2 separate regions of the Mus musculus genome follow, and region 1 is linked to region 2. Evidence: chromatin contacts called from public Hi-C data. All regions are on one chromosome and are shown on one strand. Each heading gives the region's core, a stretch centred on a gene start, on an enhancer-like site or on the middle of the called end of the contact. The rest is flanking DNA. Distances are from core to core; before and after follow the strand shown.

What was found. Hi-C and Micro-C count contacts between places; a contact is called where the count stands out from the background.
Region 1: a Hi-C map of stem cell-derived neural stem cells shows a contact between it and region 2, with 1.6 times the contacts expected there. The contact joins two enhancer-like sites. A contact is called at or near these places in 8 of 484 Hi-C or Micro-C datasets (astrocytes, bone marrow-derived macrophages, brain and 5 more) and 4 of 115 datasets of contacts at active chromatin or transcription factors (acute myeloid leukemia, bone marrow-derived dendritic cells, embryonic stem cells and 1 more).

What each region holds. Positions count from the first base shown.
Region 1 is chr7:117,549,088-117,555,031 of GRCm38.p6, reverse strand. Xylt1 (xylosyltransferase 1) reads right to left here. Exons shown (of 12, transcript NM_175645.3): 3 at 5,935-5,944. Among named protein-coding and RNA genes, the nearest start is that of Xylt1, 170 kb to the right of the region's middle. Within about 2 kb of position 1,526, at least 29 of the 459 cell types and tissues checked have an H3K27ac peak or open chromatin away from gene starts, as enhancers often do. A contact at or near this core is called in stem cell-derived neural stem cells, where this site is marked.
Region 2 is chr7:117,397,463-117,402,816 of GRCm38.p6, reverse strand. The region is part of intron 1 of Xylt1 (xylosyltransferase 1); the gene reads right to left. Among named protein-coding and RNA genes, the nearest start is that of Xylt1, 19 kb to the right of the region's middle. Within about 2 kb of position 1,331, at least 24 of the 459 cell types and tissues checked have an H3K27ac peak or open chromatin away from gene starts, as enhancers often do. A contact at or near this core is called in stem cell-derived neural stem cells, where this site is marked.

The sequences.
Region 1 (5,944 bases), core at 277-2,776, 150 kb before region 2:
ATTTGAATTGCCATCCTAAGCAAAGCTAAGGCTTTCCCAAAGGTTCTGCTGCAGACCCAGATCTGCCAGCCCTTCCTGAAAGCTTCCAAAACCCAGCAACCACCAATCAAGGAATTGATCCTTATTGGGCCTGCAGGTGCAGGCCTGTTTTCCTGGTTATCAGAGTCTGGTTCTATGTATTTGACAATAGCCGGCTTCTCCTAGAACAGAAACTCTATGAAGGCAGCTATCTCCAACTGCCTTGTTCATGCATCTCATTCAAGCACCGTTACCTGGGATGCGGTACTGCTAAATACACATTAGATTCGTCTAACAATGAACTCAGCCTGCACAAGAATGTAAGCCGTTCCTCCCCAAGAGTGTTAACATTCTTAGCAGGTGCTTCCAAGGAAGAACGAATTTATACCCAACGACCATTTCTCTACCTATCTGCCCTGGAGACACTTCTGTCAGACTCACAGTTCTTCCCTCTACCCTACTTGATGCCAGGTGCATAATAGCCTGCACCTTCACTGCCTGTCTCCCATCCCCACCCTGCACTGTGAGTGTCATGAGATCAGTCATGTTTCTCTCATCCACCACATCTCCCATGTGGCCTCCTGTTTAATGTATGATGGGTGCTTGTTGGGGACTGGACATGGAATATTCTTTTAAAAGGCTCATGTACCAAAAGCTTGATCTACAGTTCTGTCTATGCTCAGAGGTGGAACTTTCTGAAAGTGACTGGCTCAGAAGGGCTCTGCTCTTGTTAATCCATCAACCCATGGATGGATGCATCTTTTGGTGGCGTTGTTAGGAAGTGATGGGAACTAGAAGGCAGCTTATTTTAAAGGGATGGGTCACTAGAGCCATGGCTCTGAAGGGTATATCTGGTCCCCAGACCTTCCCGACTTTGCATTCTTCTTGCCATGAGTGAGCAGCTCTGCTCTACAGCACAATGCCCATCATACCTGTCCTGGTGCTCTGTCCTGTCTTGCCACAGCCACAAAACAAGGAAGCCAAGTGACCAGGGACCACAACCTCTGAAACAGAGCCCAGACACCTTGCCTCCTTTAAGAGGTGTTGTTCTGGCAGTTTTGTCATAGTTAAGAGACACAGTCAACATGGCTGTTCAGTGCATACTTTGACTTAGTGAAACAGGTAACATTGAAGTGTGCTGGGGGAAGAGATCAATGTTCTTGTTCAAGATGAGTTTCCAGGGCATTCTTCGGGTACCCTACCCTCTTCCCTGGGTTGTGAAAAAGCCAGAGGATGTGAGCTAGGGTTTCTTTCATTCCCTTATCTCAAACCGCTCAATAGCAATAGATACTTGATGAACACCGAGCCTAGTGCCAGGTGCTAGAAGAATCAACAATTTTGTTCACATTTATGAAAAAAGAAGCTTGCCAACTGTAAACCCAAATTACCAGTATTCTCAGACTGCCTGTGACATTCCTGGCAAAAGGGTCCCAGATGCTAGTGTCTCCATGGTTACCCCGGGGGAGTGAGAGTTGTTGTGCTATGGGGCGAAGTAGCCAGGCAAGAGGAGACAGGCACCCATGTGCTCCAGGCCAGCAAAGCACCCTGCCTGCTCTGCCTCCCAGCCATGCAGGAGCTTTATCCGGTTCCAAAATCCCCTTCCGGCCGTGAACAAAAGGGAAGCCGATTAGTCAGGCTCTCTCTAGGCAGAGCTGCTCCAAGCTGCAGCTCATAAGCGCAGAGTGAGACGCCTGCTCCCAATCCGCTGGTCTACAGAGGTCATTGCGAGCGCACAAGCAAAACCCCCGGCTAGCCATGATCCTCTTGTTTAAAAATACACTTGGCTTGAGGAGTGCTTATTCATAAGGGAAGTTTCTAGAAGATGTGTCTGACCACAACCAGGAAAGGCCTCCTGCGTGTCCTGTCAGGGATGCTTTCCTCTTCCTGCGAAAGCTCTTCAGCTTGGTTTTCAGACACATCACTTAGGGACCAACACATTCGAGAGACAAGTTTTAAAGGAGAGTTACCGCTCCAGAAGGGGCAGCAGCTGGACATCTCTGGGGCAAGGAGGAGGTGGCAGAGGCGGGAGGGAGGCAGAAGGGTCACTTTTGATGTTAGCTTTCTAGAAAGCCAGCTGCCTTTCTTCTCAGTTTTAACAGCCAAGTGCCTTAGAAAAATCTCAGTAGAACTGTCCTGGGGCGGGGGGGGGCACGGAGATTTGGGGGGCTGTTGGCTATAGCTCCCTGAGACACACATATGCTGATGTATCCTATAGCCAACTTGATTGGACTGAGAGGCACCTAGGAGACAAGGGAAGTAGTTTCTGGGCGTGTCTTTGGTGGCATTTCCAGGTGGGATTAGCTTAGAGGGGAAAGCAAGCCCCCCACTGTGGGAGTTGCCATCCTATAGGCTTCAGACCAAGATGGACTAAAGAAAAGAAGAAGGTTTCCCCCTTAGCTCAGACTTTGCCTCTGCTTCCTGGCCTCTGTGCCATGAGCTCTTGTGCTTTGGCAGGCCCCCTCTACCACAAGGGGCTGAGACTGAGTCTCCAGAGGATTTGGGAATGAGGTAAAGGCAGGGGTGTGGCTTCAGCCCTAGACTTTCATGATCTCGATTTAAAAACGACCTTTCTTCTTTGTTTCCAGTTCAAGATGCCCTTGCCTGTTACACTTGTGGAGTTATAGTCCGTAAAACACAGGAAGGATCAGTCAGGGTGACTTGGGACTCCTAAGGTGGAGAGACCAAAGGGTGGACAGGAATTCCATGCAACTCTGTGAGTGTTGTGTATGAGCACATGTGTGTGTGTGTGCGCGCGCGCGCATATGTATGGGTGTGTATGTGTGCATACATGCATATGAGAATTCACATACAATTTCATGTGTGTGGGTATGTCTGTATGAGCATGTATGTGTATGTGTGTTTGCATGCATGTGTATATGCATTTTTGTGTATAAACATGTATGTGTGCATGCACATGTGTACTTGCATGAGTGTGTGTGTCTGCGCGCGTGCACGCATGTGTGTGTGTGTGTGTGTGTGCGCATCAGCTTTGTGGCTGCAGTGAGTGTCCTATCTTTGGGAGGAAGGGTTTGCTGGGGATCTGGAGACAACTTCTTCTGAGGTCATACTCAAGGACAGGTCTTTCCACAAAACCCTTAAGAATCTCTCTCTCTCTGCATGTTCCTTGGTAGACAGTCTATAGGAGTCTTCTGCCCTTGTATACGTGCAAGCAGGTAACAGCCGTCTTCAAATGGAATGGAGGAAGACTTCTATTCACTTATTTCAAGATTATTCTCTACAGGAGGCAGAAATCAAAGGTCAGAAAAGGAAGAATGGCCCTGTAGGGAGCCAGTCTTTTCCAGAGTGTCCCCTGGGCTGAGTGGGGACAAGGCTGAGAGACAGGCAAAGCAGAGGAGACACAGAAACAAAGCTCCTCACAAAAGTCAACATGGAAAATGAACTTCCCTTCCTCTGGATCTGTCCCTAGGCTCTGACGAACTGGCCTTCAGTGGCTACGGTCTGGGTGAGGCCCAGTGCATGCCTCTGTGTGGGGAGGACCAGCGAGGTTCCTATATTGTCTGATGTCAAGTGTTCCCCCTATTGTGCCTCTTTTCCTCATTTTGCAAGAGATAAAAAAGGACCACTAGGCCAAAGCCCATCCCTCCAGAGCAGACGGAATTCCGGGTGTCATGGTTTCCAGAAGGGAAGGCAATCTCCCTGTGGGGTGTAATTACATCCCTGCTTTTCGCAGAAGAATAGTTTATGGCTTAAATGCTATTAATTGTAAGCCATTCTGTTTCACGGGAAGTTGTTCATTGATAACTACCCAATTAGAGTTATTTTGCAATTAGTCTATTCACAGTAAATTTACTGCAAAGGGGAGGCCACGGTGCAGGAAATTAAAGCATCGTGGGTCTGGTGTGCCATGTGTCTTAAATGCCAACTCCATTAACCAGTTTGGAGGTCCCTGGAGGGCATGCCACCTTCGCCAAGGCAGAGACAGCCAACCCCGCAGGCAGCCCCAGTGAGCTCACGCTAGCTTGCAGACATTTCAGCACGACCCAGGAGAAGCACGGGAAACGCTGAAGGCTGCTATTCGGTGGTGGATGACTGTGGAGTAAGCGTTAAGGCTCATATCTGCGTAATGTGCAGCAGTGACCAGGTACATTCACTTAACTGTGCAGTCTTTAAACCCTCTGCGATGAATAAATACAACACCAAGGCACAGAGAGGGCAGGCAACTTGCCGAAAATCTCAGAGCTTGCAGAGGAAGTCTGAGATGCAAATGCAGGCACTCCAGTCTGGCACACATGCCCCCCCATTATTGCCACAGGCTCCCTGTTTCCTCAGCTGACACCCTCCCTTCTCCTTCAGACTGTACTGAGGAGAAGGGGGCACACCTCTCAGGCAGCTAAATTTCTTTGGGGTTTGTATAACTCAAGCTGAAGTGAGAATCTGTTTCCCCCCTGAAGACTATCAAACTTGTGGAAGCAGACTCAGACTCTTCATCCTGAATTCCAATACCGGCTTTGCTGTCTGTTAGGTGGATGCCTCCACCCAAATCCTAAACCTGTCTGAGCCTCAGCTTCCTCAGAAAAGGATTCCCGGAGATAGAACAGCACTGACTACGGATGATTCTTAGCGTAATGATGGATGACGTACGGCTTTTCAACTTGATAACATTGGGAACGAAAATTCATCCCAGCACTATCCTGCTTCCCCCTTTCACTGCAGCATTTACTACCTTACACAAGGCAGTCAACACATTGTCTTAATCTAAGCTTTGTTTTTGTTGCCTTTGACCAACCATAGGCTCAGAAACTTTCTCAGCACATTTAAGGTGGACCAGACTATACTACAACATTCCATAGGTCAGATGTATTGCATGTCTTTTTGACTTCATGAAATTTCTACCTTAAATTAGATGCCCTGGATGGAAGCCTCTTGCAATCTGGAAAGCAGTCTGAATCCACTGGAACCTAACCAAGTGCATTGATGTTTGTGTATTGTCTCTTAAGATCTGTGATAAAGATATACAGCCCAATGACCATACAGATTTGCTACTTGGCCCTTCAGGGAGCAAGCATGCAAGCTCTAAGCGTGACAGGAGCCGTATTACCTTGGTTCAGACTTCCAAAATGCCCCTGCCTGGCACTGGCTAAGAACAGCTCTTGGAAACATTGCATTCCACTTAATTATTGCTGCACACAAAGTGCCAAGTGCAATCAAGAACACAGACAGGAACCACCTGGACCACACGGAGGCTTGGGAAGGGAGAATCTTCTAAAATCTGTCTATTGAACAGGAAGTGTTGCATAGATGCATATTTGCTGCTACAAGCTCAAAAGGTCACGCTGAACTTGACTAAGAGGGAATGTGTGAAGGCCATGTTAGCCTTCCTTTCCCATCTTTCCTTGGGACACTTGGAGCTTGGGACCACAACCCGTCTAATAAACTGTATGGATACATAGAACCATGAAGAGGTGTCCCTCAGGATCCATGGGGATTTGGGAACCAGACCCTATAATTCCCATATCTAACAGTGTCCTTTCTCTTAGATGAAATGGTATGGTGTTTGCTTATATCCTGCACATCCTCCTCTATGCTTCAAATAATCTCTGGGTGACTTATAATTTTTTATGTAATGTTGGGGCTGTACAATATTGCATACGTAAAAAGCCTACGTCTGACAGAGTCTAATTTTTTTCTAATTTCTGTAGCCTGTAAATTCCAGATAGCTATGAACACAGCACAGCACATCTGCAGACACCGAGATCATATCTGCTAAAGGGAACAGGTCATATGATACTATCACATGTCATGATTTTGTCAAACTTTCTTGATAGCAGACGGCAGGAGTTCAGAGTTCCCAGACAAACCAGATCTTGTGGTCAGGGTTTGAGGTGCAGTGTGGCTATATTCAGAGGGCCTGAGAAGGCAGAGAGATGGGGCCAGGGACAGGAGAAAGAGACCTACCTTCTAGGGG
Region 2 (5,354 bases), core at 82-2,581:
GTAGAGCCAACTGGAGGAAGTAGGTTCCTGGGCAGGCTCTGGGCATGGATACAGGCATATTATCCCTGGCTACTTCCTACCATTACCCCCAACCCCTGCATACTTGTCCTCCATGATGGGAACAGCCTTCATCACATGCTCCTGCCTCTCTGATCTGACCCACCCGCTGTAACTGACAGAGCCCTCTGGAACCAAGATACAAAATGAATCTCTCCTCCTTAGTTTGCTTGTCAGGGAGAGTCACAGGGACACAAAGGTGATTAAACAATAGCCACCTAGTTAAGCTTCATAACAATTTTTCCAAAGATGGGCCACTGAGATCCCATTACCCATGCTGAGCTCTGAGGCGGGAAGGGGGGCAGCGGCAAGAGATTGATCCAACCCACACAAGCACAAGGGGCTGGGCGTTGTACCATGGGTTCGACTGTGGCTCTTGATTCCTACGGAGCAGCAAGTATTGCCTGCTCAGACACAAAGGAGGCATAGGAAGCCCAGACGGACACATTCAGCAACCACAGTGAATCAGAAGGTCAGACCTGCTTCCAGAAACACCCACAACCCCTCCAGCTTCTACCACTGCTCAGGCAGAGAAACAGAAGGCCCAGAAGTCTCTTCAAGTCTCTCCTCTAAAGACTCAGGGTCCCTCAAAACTACACTATCTGAGACCCAAGATGGAGACTCACCAACCCTCTGTGGCAACAGCCCAACCCAGTCAGAGCCCAGCTGCCCACACTGTTCCCAGAGCTAAGTCACCCACACAGTTGTCAAGCTCAGGGGCCACAGCCTGGTTCCCCAGACCAGACATGAGAAGATTCCATATCCCTGGGCTGGAGAAGGCAGCCTCGTTCCTACCAACTCCTGTCTCCTTCCCCAGAGAATATGCAGATAGGACTCTCCAAAAATGCTTTTCACAACTCAGTTAGCAGGATCAATTAATTATTCACGGCCCTGCTTCTCTGCAAACTCATAGACTGTCACTGTCAGCAAGAGGGTTTCTGGACTCTGCCCAACAGCCCTGTTCAATCTGCCAGGAGGCCTAGTGTGGGTTCTGCCTTCTTTACAACTTCTGAAGCCCACCTCCCCCTGCCCAGCTCAACACAGGGTTCAGGGACAACTAAGAAGTCCTCAGGGAAGATGTCCTAGGCGTGGTCTGTCCTAGCCCGCTTGACTCACTCAGTTCTGGGGCAGAGTGTCTAACTCCATGAAACCCAAATGAGAAATAAGGCTCAGAACTCCCACCCTTATGCCAGGCTGGGGTTGGGTCCCTCAGTACAGAACCACACGGGCCATGAAAACACCAAGTTCAACAGAAGAGGTGGGTGTCGGGAGGGCTGCCCAGACTCACTGTCCGTCTGCTGAATTCGAAGTCGTTGATGCTTGAGACTTGGCAAAGACCATCAGTTTTTTTCTGTGGGAGAATGCAAGGCTGTCTTCAGAAACATTTCCTCATCCCAGGGAGAAAAAGGCTAGTCCTCAACCCTTGGAAAATAGGGACAGACTCTGACGTGAGACCGTTTGAAAGCACTTGGTGCCAGGGGCTGAGACAACGAATTAACATGACAGGTTTAAAACTTCTCAGCACAGTGCACAGCCTTGCAGAGACACTGAGGCCTCTCTCCTGAAGCCAGAGGCCCCGTCCCCAGTAAGATGAAACTTTGATTTAATACAGTTCTGGAGCAAAAGAAATGCCTGCCTCTCATAAAACTTATTCTAGAACTTAAAAAATCTATTCCCTAAATATGTTCTCCCCTCCCCACCCCCTTATCCCTGGACCATCACTACCTATAATAATAAGCACTTTATAATATGTGACACATGTCTGGGCACGTTGCTCAATAAAATACAACGTCCACTCACTCTGTCTCTCCACAGAACCCCCTGCAGTAGATAGGTCTCATGCACCCAGTTTCCGGATGAAGCAGCTGAGGTCCCGTGCATAACGTCTCTACAGTCACACAGGTGATAAGTGGCAGACCCAGGACTTGAACTTAGGCAGCCCAATTTCAAAGACCTTGTGTTTACCACTACCCACTCCATTGCACTGTGTGCTCCAACTGAGATGAACAGAGACATTGTGGCATGGTATAAAAATTACACGCATGCTTTTTTTTCACTACACACACACACACACACACACACACACACACAGAAGTTCTTCTGAACTCAGGCACAATTCGTCCTCCCCAGACTGAGTCCAGGCCTCTCTGACTTTCCATCCCACCACACAGGCTACTGGCATGCCCAGTGAAGTGTGGGTCTCAGATGGGGTGACAACTCTGACTACAGCCTCAGCCCCTCCCTTGTCCAGTTTTCAGAAACCCAGGGATTATTCTTTGATGGTGGAGACTAAGAAAACAATCTGCTGAGGAGGCTTATGCAGGTTAGATGCTCCATCACAGCCCGAAGGGCACAGGGAAGAATTCAGTCTCCGGGTTCCCTTATATCCAGCCAGTCCCAAAGCCCACGGAGAGAAGCCAGGATCCGTGATGAGCGTGTGAAGAACATGGGTCCCTGAACAGGCTGAGGGGTGATGCAGACCCTTTGCTAACCAGCTGTGTGACTCTGCTGGATTAGTTCCCCTCTCTGTGCATCACTTTCTGCATCTACACACTCACTGTACAACAGCTGTGACAAGACTCACATGACAGGATGTCAGACCATTAACATGGCTTGAGGCCAGCTTAACACTATCATCTCATCTTTCTCTCTCCCTGCATAGTTCTATCCATCTGTCTGTCTATGAAACATCTCATGTAGCCCAGGCGGGCCTCAAACTCACAATGTAGCCAAGAATGAGTTTGACCTTTTCATCCTCCTGCCGCCAGTCCAGATACTAGGATTCCAAGCATGTGCTGCCATGCCAGTGTATGCCTTTCCCAGAGCTCCATTCATGCTAGGCAAGCACTCTACCAACTGAGTCATATACATAGCTCATCGTTATCAGTATCACCTCCCAGCATCAATATCAATGTTCTACACACCAGGTTCTAAGAACTGGGTCTCAAAATGCAATCAGAATATTTAAGAAGCTGATAGGAGACCATGTAGCATGAGTTGACTCTAAAGGATATAAAGGATGTTGGATCTTAGACACACACACACACACACACACACTTTTGATGGCATTGGGGAGGGAACCCAAAGCATTACACATGCTGGGCAAGTAAGTGTTCCACCATGAAGCTACACCATGAGCCCCTAAAAGCAGGGCTGAATAGGTCTTGCCTCATTAAATCTTTGAAGGAAATAAAAGCATTTTTCTGAGCACTACATGTTACTATCGCAGCACTGGGATGCATTGATGGTGTTAAGAGGTCCAAGGCCAACTGTGATGGTCACAGGAACCTAATAAAAGGCTGGGGTCTCTGAGTTTATGCCCAGACAGATGGAGACCTGGAAAGGGAGTCCTTTTTCATACAAAGACCTTGGATCAACCACAACACATGGTGACATGAACCCTAGGAACACTCTCTGTTGGGTACAGGAAGACAGACATATGTGAAGAGGGCATAGCAAATCATGAGGGTCAAGACTGTTCAGAGCCCGAGAAACCAAGAGATCATCCATCTATTACAGGAACAAACAGGCAGCAACCAAACCCAGAGAAGCAGAACAAGGTTTAGCTCCAGAGATCCTGGCCTCTGTATATCCAGTTCACTTTGCCCTGCTCCATCATGGGAAGACAGGATATTGGCATAGCAAGCTCCCACTCATGCAAAAGTCAAACCCAAGATGATGGTACCAGGCTGGGGTGCGTAGAACACCACTATCAAATCTAAATACCCAGAAGAGTTAGGTCTGGTGGCACAGCTTACCATCCTAGCTACTCAGGAGCCTGTCAAGCTGGGATGTGAGCTGCTCCCATTGCCACCGCACGTCATCTGAAAGGAAGGTATACGAGATTTCTTCTTTGATATAGGAGTGATGTAGACAGGATTATTTTTATTGTTTTTTGGGATGGGGCTGATATGACTCAGGTTGGACTCTGTGGTGGTTTGAGTGAGAATGGCTACAGAGAATCATACATTTGAATACTTGGCCTCCAGCTGATGGAACTATTTGGGAAGGATTAGGAAGTGTGGCCTTATTGAAGGAGTGTGTCTTGGGGGTGGGCTTTGAGGTTTCAAAAGACTCCAGGGTGCCCTTTCTGTCTCCTATTTGCACAAGCTCTAAGCTGTTCTGTCAGCCATGCCTTTGTTCTACCATCATGGACTCTAACCCTCTAAAACCATAAACCCAAATTTAAATGCTTTCTTTAATAAGTTGACTTGGTCATAGTGTTTAATTATAGCAACAGAAAGGTAAGCAAGATATCTCCCAACTAGCTATGTATCCAAAACTAAGCTTGAACGTCTCATCCTCTTGTCTCTTCTACTCGAGTACTAGGATCACAGGCATATGCTACCATGTCTGCGTTATGCAGGGCTAGAGATCAAACCCAAGGCTGTATGAGTGTTAGACATTCACTACACCTACTGAGCCAGATCCCCAGCCCTAGAAAGGTCTTCTCAGTTTGCATTTCTATGTGACTGCCTTCTAGAAGCGAATGTCCAACACCTTGTTATTCCATGAATGAGGCCAGAAGATTCCATCTTTTGAAATAGATGAGTTTATTCTGAGATGAAGTTAACCATCAGTTGTATGAGGGTATCTCAGAACATCTAGAGCATGGTCTCTTCTGTGTTGTACTTTGTTTTCTGAAACAAGGTCTTACATAACCCAAGCTAGCCTCAAATTCCATCCATAGCAGAGGTTGACCTTGGCCTCCTTCCTCTCCTGCCTCCACCACCCAGTTGTTAGAATTACAAGCACGCATTACCAAATCCTGCGTAGAAAGTAGGATTGATAAAGAAGAGGCCATAGGGTTAACGAGATAGCTCAGCAGGTAGGTACTTGCCACCAAGCCTGGTAACCTGAGTTCAAATTCGATTCCCGGAATTCAAATTAGAAGTATTGCAATCTCTCTCTCTCACGCGCGCGCACACACACACACACACACACACACACACACACACCCCTTTATAAGGAGTTCTAAGGTTTAATAAACTATAAAGCTGGAGTGGGGGAGCAAAACCACCCAGACTGAAGGGTTAAGCTTTTCATATCTAGGAAATCCATATTCAGGGCCCTAACCCCATGTAAAAAATTACAACTGAAACTGACCAATATTGAGTCATATGTAACAGATTGTGGCTGAAATGGGCTTTCATGTGCACTTCAAGCACAAAAATCCATATTTTATCTCCAACAAAAATAATATCAGCAAGCATATTCTCTTATAACACAGGTGAAGTCCGCTCATTGCAAACAGCAGGACCTGGGGCCAGGCTTCTTAAACAGCCAGGATGTTTTTC